Linked DNA regions of Gossypium arboreum: region 1 is linked to region 2. A link is a contact called in public Hi-C data. All regions are on one chromosome and are shown on one strand. The core of a region is the stretch at or near the end of the contact, and the rest is flanking DNA. Distances in the headings are between cores, read along the strand shown.

Region 1 (4,013 bases), core at 527-3,026, 190 kb after region 2:
AAAAATAATTCATATATCTGAATTCATTATCCAAAAATAAATTAAAAACATATTACATAATAGATATTCAAATCTGTTTACATATTAAAGTAAAACAAATCAAATAATAAATGTTGGAAAGATAATTAACTTATTCTTAAACTATACCGTTTTTTAGTCAAAAGTGACACTTAAACTATCATTTTTCTTCAAGTTGAGACTTCGATCATTCATATAGTTACTAAACCCATTAAGTCTATTTAAAAAAAAAGTTTAACCCATAAATTGATATCTAGACTTTGACATTTTTCCTATTTTGGTGCTTAAAATTTTTCTGTCATAAGTGGTATTTAAATTACTTTTTTTTTAAGTTGGTACATCTGTTAGTCAAACAATTAATCAAACTATTAAGTCTATTTTTTTCAAAAAAAGGCTTAACTCATAAATTGGTACCTAGACTATTTCATTTTCTCATTTTGGTAACTAAACATTTTTTTTATCACGAGTAATACCTAAACTATTCCCTCCAAGTTGATACATTTGTCTTTAGGTAAACTGTTAAATCTATTTTAAAAATATAACCAATTAAAAATTATCATGTAGCAAAAAGAAAAAATATATTATTTTCCTTATATTATTAAAAATATTATAAAATTCATCAAATTTAAAAAATTAAAAAATAGAGAATATGTTCAACCAGTTCAACTATTTTTTTAGCTTAGTTCAACTGATTTATATTTGTTCGCAAGTCAGTCGATTCAACCCTTATCTCCGGATCAATTCTCAATCCAACAAAAGATCAAATCTGGTTTTAAAAACACTAGTTTTGATCAATGAAAGAATCTAACAAGTCGAACAAATAGGCAGTGAAGTTTGAAAACAAATTAATCGTCAGCGTTTCGACATTGGGTGGGCAAATTTCATATATTGTTGAATTGCTAAATATAACAAATGAATAACGAAGAAATATGGACAAAATAATAAAGGAAAATGAAAGAATTCAAAATAACATTTTGATGTAAAATGGGTAACGAAAGTATAGCTTAAATACCAATTGTGACAAAAAAAAGTTTTAGTACCAACTTGGGAAAAAGAGTTTTATTTAGGTACTAATCAGTAGGTTAAGCCTTTTTTAAAAAAAAATTAGATTTAATGATTTGACTAACAGTTTGACTAATGAAGGTACCGATTTGATAAAAAAAAAGTTTAGCTATCACTTGTGACAAAAAAAAAGTTTAGATACCAATATGCGAAATAGGACATAGTTTAAATATCAATTTGTGGATTAAGCCTATATTCTAAATCTATTTAAATAATAAGTTAAATTATGCTATTAGTCTTGGTACTTTACGAAAATTGTAGATTTAATCTTTGTACTTTTATTTGATCATTTTTAGTCCCCGTACTTCTCAAAATTTAAAATTCTAGCTCTCACAAATCGATAGTTATTAAATTTGTTACGTTCTTTTATTTCCAAAACATGATATGGTAAACATATGATCATAAGTGTAATGTTATGTTAGCTTCTTATTTCCATATATTTGTCACTAAAAATCTAAGGATTATCATTTGCGTCAAGATTAAAATTTTAAAATTTAAAAGTATAAGGACTTAGAGTTAACATTAACTATATAAATTTTTGTCAATTACATTTCAATTCTAAATAAAAGATTTCATTTATAAAATCATAAAAGCTTTAAAAATATTTAAATGATATTTTTAAATAGTTAATATTAATATTTTTTTTTAAATATAAAGACTAAATTAATCCGAATTTCATAAACTCTCTCCCTGAACGGATGCCATTTTTAAGATGGTGCGGTATCTCTGGCAACTACTAATCCAAACAAAAACATAGAAAAAGTAGAATTCAACTCTTTCACGTCACTTCCCCCATATCACTATTTCATCTCTAGACTCAGTTTCCTAAAGATTAGAAACTCTATCACCATGCCATCAACTTCATCGGCAACCCCACCGACACCATCTCATCCCACCACTCACCACGTCCTTCAAGCCCTGTTAGCCTCCTCACGTCCCTTCCTTCGTGGCGAGCTTCAACATGTCGACAAAAACTTGCCTAATTTGGTCGCCGTCTTGCGTTCCGTTGGTGCCGGCGAGTGTTGGCACAAGCACGGCAGCTTTTTAGAGCATCTGGTCGATATTTATCGGATTCTCAAAATATGGAAGGCGCAAGACTCCGTTTGCCTTTGCGGTCTTTTCCACTCTGCTTACTCCAACTCTTACGTCAACCTCGCCATATTCGACCCTTCAACCGGCCGCGACGTCGTTCGAGGCCACGTCGGCGACGCCGCAGAGCGTTTAATCCATTTGTTCTGCGTCGTCCCTAGGCAACCTTTGATCCACGATGACCTTTTGTTCAAGTATACGGATTCGGAAATCGTCGAACACCTTGCGGCCTCCGAGGTTTCGTTGAAGAACGCCAAAGAAAAGGGCGTTTTTAATGAAGACGACGCTTGGAGGAATAAGATACGCGGACTGGTGCCTGAAAATGGGCTTACAGTGAAGCACATAAAGACCGGCGAGGACGTGTTGGTGTCTCGAAGGGTGTTGGCTATTTTCCTCATGATGACCATGGCAGATTTCAGTGACCAGCTTTATGGATTCCAGGATGTTCTGTTTGAAAACTTCGATGGTAGGCTCGAATTCGTGGGCAACAACAACGTTGCTTTATGGCCTGGGAATGGCAAACCAGGGCTGTGGTTGAATTCAATATCGAGAATGGGGGCAATATATAGTTTAATACTGAGAGAGGAAGAGATTTTTGTTGAACAAAGGAAAAGGGTAAGTGGCATTGAGGTTGAAACTGACAGAGATGAAGACATTGAGCTTGTTGTGCCACCAGTTTTAGAGCACTGCAGTAAGGTGTTAGGTGCAAAAGAGCAAATAGAGGCAAGGGACTTGTATTGGGAAGCTGTTTGTGATGATTCAAAAGGAGGGCAAGAGAGAGCTGAGGAATTGTTAGTAGGCAGCATTGAGAAGAACCCTTTTGTGGGTGAACCACATGTGGTGTTGGCTCAGGTTTATTTGACCAAAGGAAGGTTTGAGGAAGCTGAAAAAGAGGCCGAAAAAGGGTTGATTTTGATGCTCGAATGGAGCAGTCCATGGGATAAAAGGATGTCTTGGGAAGGATGGATTGCTTGGGGAAGGGTTCTGTTGATGAAAGCTAAAGAGCAATCTTGGCCACAAACTTCATGGGGTGTCCTCAATTTAGGCCTTGTTAAGTAATATCAGTTCCATTAGCTTGTTTCATCTTTGTTCCATGCATTTTCCGGAATATGATCCCCTGCCAAAAATAATACTAATTATAACTCTGCATGTATTGAAAGTTGTAATTAGTTTATGTGGGTTTGGTCACAAAGTTCTGGGGGTATCTTCAATTTAGGCCTTGTTACAAGTAATATCACTTCCATTAGCTTATTTCCTCTTTGTTCTATGCATTTTCTGCTATATATGTTCCAAGTTATGGCCTGTCAAAATCATACTGATAATCAAACCCTGCATGTATTGGAAGTATCTTATAAACTTATTTAATTTGTCAATATGCTTGTTGGGAACTTTTGGAATTTGTGTTTTGATCCCTTAATTAAATCCTCTGACCTCCTTCATCCTCTGTATTAAAGTTTCTTATATAATATAGCTTTGGTGCTTAAGAAAACAAATTATAATTAAGGCCAAAAAAGCAGCTTCATATCTTTCAGTTTTCGCCAGTTTGATTTTTAGAAACAAAAAATTGTTTAATTAAATCATTAAACATTTAATAATGTATTAAAATAAATAAAGTTTTAATAAAAATAATTGAACATGTGACGCATTTGAATTAACTAATGAAATATCCAAGCAAAACGATAAATTATATCTTAATCAAATCTAAAATTTGAGACCAAAACCAAACATTAATTAACAATCTCTTCTTCAAATTCTAAGAATACAACCATTTCTCTTTTATTTGTTTTTCAAGTGATAGTAATTTGTAAATGTAATTAGTTATTAGCGTAAATAAAATATAAGTA
Region 2 (3,916 bases), core at 748-3,247:
TTGTGATTGTAATTTCTTGGCCCTCCTTAAGGTGAACAGGTTTCCCATCCTTTAAGAATCCGGTTCGAATTTCGGGACCCTGCCACAACAGAGCAAATCAAACACAAACTACCATCTCAAAGAAGGAAAATATAGAAGTTAGAAGAGCTGAGAACAAAGAGAAAAGAAAACCCAGACATTCTTATGACCTATGTTACTCGGACTCGGACTTGAACTCAAACTCAAGTGTATGTGCCTTACACTGTTATAGTTAGATTTTTCTAAGTTTTTTCATGTATTTAGAGGATCCTTGGAGGTCAGATCGTATCCCAGTCAATCAAGGTTGCACCTAGGCGAGCCTGCATCTTAGCTAGAAAACAAAACAGCTTCAAATCATTTCGGGCCAAGGCCATTCGATCCCGCGCACACTGTGTGCGCCTAGACGCCCATTTTTGCAAGGTGATAGGCATAAAAAAAAGCCCGACTTATTGAAGTTCGCCTTAATTTCTTTTAGATTTCACTTTTCTTCATTGAATATACCTTTATTTTTCCTTTTAGATTTCACTTTTTTTCATTAACCATACCTTTACCAGTAAGAAAGGGAAAATATCAAATTTTATACTTATGGAGTATTCAGCAGATATAAGCCATAAAAATCATGCATATTTACTAATAAAAAACTTGTATATATATACAAGGGTTTCAAGCAACTAGAGTTTAAGGCTAAGGAAAAAAATCAAAAACTGATTGGAACCAAGGTGTTTAGACTATTTTTAAATAAAAGTTAAAAAAACCATAATTATCCGAACCAAATTTTATATTTTATTAATTTATAATTAACTTTAATTTTTATGATCTAAAATAAACATTCTAGGTTTAAAATAATTAAAATAACTTAAAAATTCTATATAAAAATTATGTTAAAAACTATATTAGATTTATTGATTTTTTATTTACTTGAAAAATTTAATTTTAGCAGATTTTAAAAACTAACAAATAATATAAAAAAAAAAAAGAGTCCAAGGAACCCAAAATCTAAAATTAGTATGAAAAAACAAAAAACCAAATAAAAGGAATTGGATTATGATGGATAGTTCAAAAAATCCTATTGAACTGATCTGAACTCACCCTAAATAGAGTGTGCCTTGTATCTAATGACACATTATCTTTCATTTGGACTTTAACAAACAAATATCCATATAAGCAATGCTTGGTTACTAAAAGTAGAGAATTTCTGGGCCCAAAAATTGATTTCTTTATTATCTCTAATCTACCCTTTAATCCCCGTTCAAATACACAAATAATGATAAAAAAGAAAGTAATAAAACTATGAGATAATGATGGGGTAAAGGGGAACCTTGGTGTCAAGCATGACGGCGCAGAGGATGCCGGTACTTTGCATGGCAGCCCTGAGATTGTTCAAGGTCTCCTGGTGATATTCATGGCTGCCATGGGAGAAATTGAAGCGAGCAACGTTCATGCCGGCCCTCAGCAGCTTCTCGATCATGGGTACCGATCGCGATGCCGGACCCAGAGTGCAAACGATTTTGGTTTTGGCGATACGGCCATCATTTGGCAGCTCCTTCAAGATCCCATCAATGTCTATATTCGCCATTTCCTTTTTGATTTGCTCAAAATAAAAATCTGCTCTGCTGCACCCATTATCAATTAAAAAATATTAAAAGTCATCAATGAAAAAGATTGGGTAAGAAAACCCAGAGAAAAGGAACATTGAGATAAACAGAATGGGGTTAAGGTAGGATTGGTGAGAGAGATCAAATGAGGTAAATACAGAGATGGTTTTTTAAGATATATATATATACATATATATGTATAAAACCATATGAACAAATTACAAGCAAACAAAAAAATAAAAATAAAAATGCTTTATGTCGAGTTAAATTGAGAAATGAGATACTATACCTTATAAGCCAAAAAAGAGTAGTTTTGAAGAACAGAACAGTGAGGAGAGTGGTGGGTGGTGTGGTGGCTTTTTGTAGTATGAGAGAGGACTGCAGGAGGAGTTTAGAAACTGAAAAGTAAAAGGTTGTATTTCTAATTTAACCCTTCAATTATACCATAATTTTACATATTAGTCCTTACAATTTTTAAGTGGTTTTCAGGTTATCAATTTTGTCCTAGTTTTAAAAACAATATTATCCAATAAGAATGTGAAATGTGGCATAGTATGTAGTAGATTCTTTTTTTATTAAATGAAATAAAATTAATAGTTAAAATAAAAACTTTTAAGGATGGATATTGAAAATTGGATATAGTTTGCAGGCCGACTTACTAATAAAACCAATATAAAAGGAAAAAAATTAATGTAAGGGACACGTGGTGGTAGGTGGCCCATTGGAGATTTTGTAAATCTTTGGATGTAGAATTATTGGTATTTGAATTAAAACAACAAGACTCAGAATCTAATTATAATTAGAGTGGTGAATATTTTAACTTGCAAATTTAGATATTTTAATCAATATATTTTTTAATTAAATTTATTTCAATATTTAAATATAAATTAATGATGTGTTGCCATATAATCATTTAAAAATTTGAAGTGATGTCTTGGAATAATCTTAATTATCAAACTTTTACATTTAGATAATAAAAGCAAAAAAGAAAATGTTTTATTGGAAGGTGAGGGATGGGTAGATAGGCGTGCGTACATGCGGTGGATGGGTTTTCCTTTTGGTTCCTTTTTGTCCCTCTTGTGTGGGCAAAGGCTCAAACTACACTCTTGTATTATTCATTCCTCCCCCAAAGATTTACTTCGCTTTTAGCTTTTTTCTTTGTTTTTGTTTTTATTTTTACTTTTTCCCATATTTCCAACTACAATAATCTTAGTAATTTATCCCAGTTTTGCTCTCAAATAATCTCTACTCATTTCAACTTTTTTAAGGCTAAACAAACAATTTATCCCTTCTCTTATTTTTTTTCCCTTACATATCGTTTTACTTTCAAATTATTGGCATTTAATAAATATGTAAAACATGTCACATTTTATTGTTATTTTTTCTATTTTAAGTATATTCGAATGAAAATGATAATTTAATATGATAAAAAATTAAATATCAAAATAACAAATAATGTAGTCTAAGAGATAAATCATGACTTAACATCTTTTTACATTAAAATATATTTTAATTTTATGTAATTTTGCATCTTTAAAATTTAATTCATTTATTTTACAGATTAAAAATATAAGTTCAATTATTAACATCATTAAAATTTTTCTGTTATATTTAGATGCATTACAATTATTATTAATTTTGTTATTTTTTATCAAATAAAAATATATTTCAAAATATTACACCAATAAATTTAATAAAATAATTGTAATAAGATTAACACTTAAATATATTTTTGAAATTTTAAAAAAATTCCAACTTATAAAAACAGAATATTTTTATATTATAAAAGCCTAAATAAACACGTGTTGAAATTCGGAAGGACAACAATGTCCGCAGCCTCATATTTAAGTCACGTGTGAATTTAGTATTTTATATTAAATTCTTTTAGATATATTTTGATTTTATTGTGATTGTGTTTTTCATAAAATTATTCCTCATATAAAACTAAAAATACAACATTTAAATATATTTCTTGCAAGAAAACTTATAAATATATATATCAACAGGTAGATATTTGGTACATAGGATAGTTTATTTTGACTTTTAGTGGTTAATATTTTTAATTTTACAATAAATAAAAATATTTAAAAACTTAGAATGTGGTAGTTTTAAAATAATATAAGTCAAATTTCAAACTTTGACTTCTAATTAATTTAAATTTATAATAGATAATTTTTTAAAAAAAAGAGTATATTTTGAAAGCTAGACAGTAGTAGTTTTAAAATATACTTAGAAAATTTTGGTACTTAGAATATTTAAAATTATAAAATCAATGTTCAAACAATTTAATCCCCAAAAAATTC

What was found. Hi-C and Micro-C count contacts between places; a contact is called where the count stands out from the background.
Region 1: a contact with region 2 is called in a Hi-C map of leaf, with 2.5 times the contacts expected there. The contact joins the promoter of LOC108464496 here to the promoter of LOC108464503 in region 2. A contact is called at or near these places in 2 of 5 Hi-C or Micro-C datasets (both in leaf).

The regions. Positions count from the first base shown.
Region 1 is chr13:10,297,438-10,301,450 of ASM2569848v2, forward strand. It overlaps LOC108464496, which reads left to right and starts at 1,777. Exons shown (of 1, transcript XM_017764829.2): 1 at 1,777-3,542. The coding sequence starts at 1,930. The coding sequence ends at 3,228.
Region 2 is chr13:10,109,103-10,113,018 of ASM2569848v2, forward strand. LOC108464503 (pyruvate kinase, cytosolic isozyme-like) reads right to left here and starts at 1,998. Exons shown (of 4, transcript XM_017764840.2): 1 at 1,903-1,998; 2 at 1,337-1,628; 3 at 1-79. The coding sequence starts at 1,594.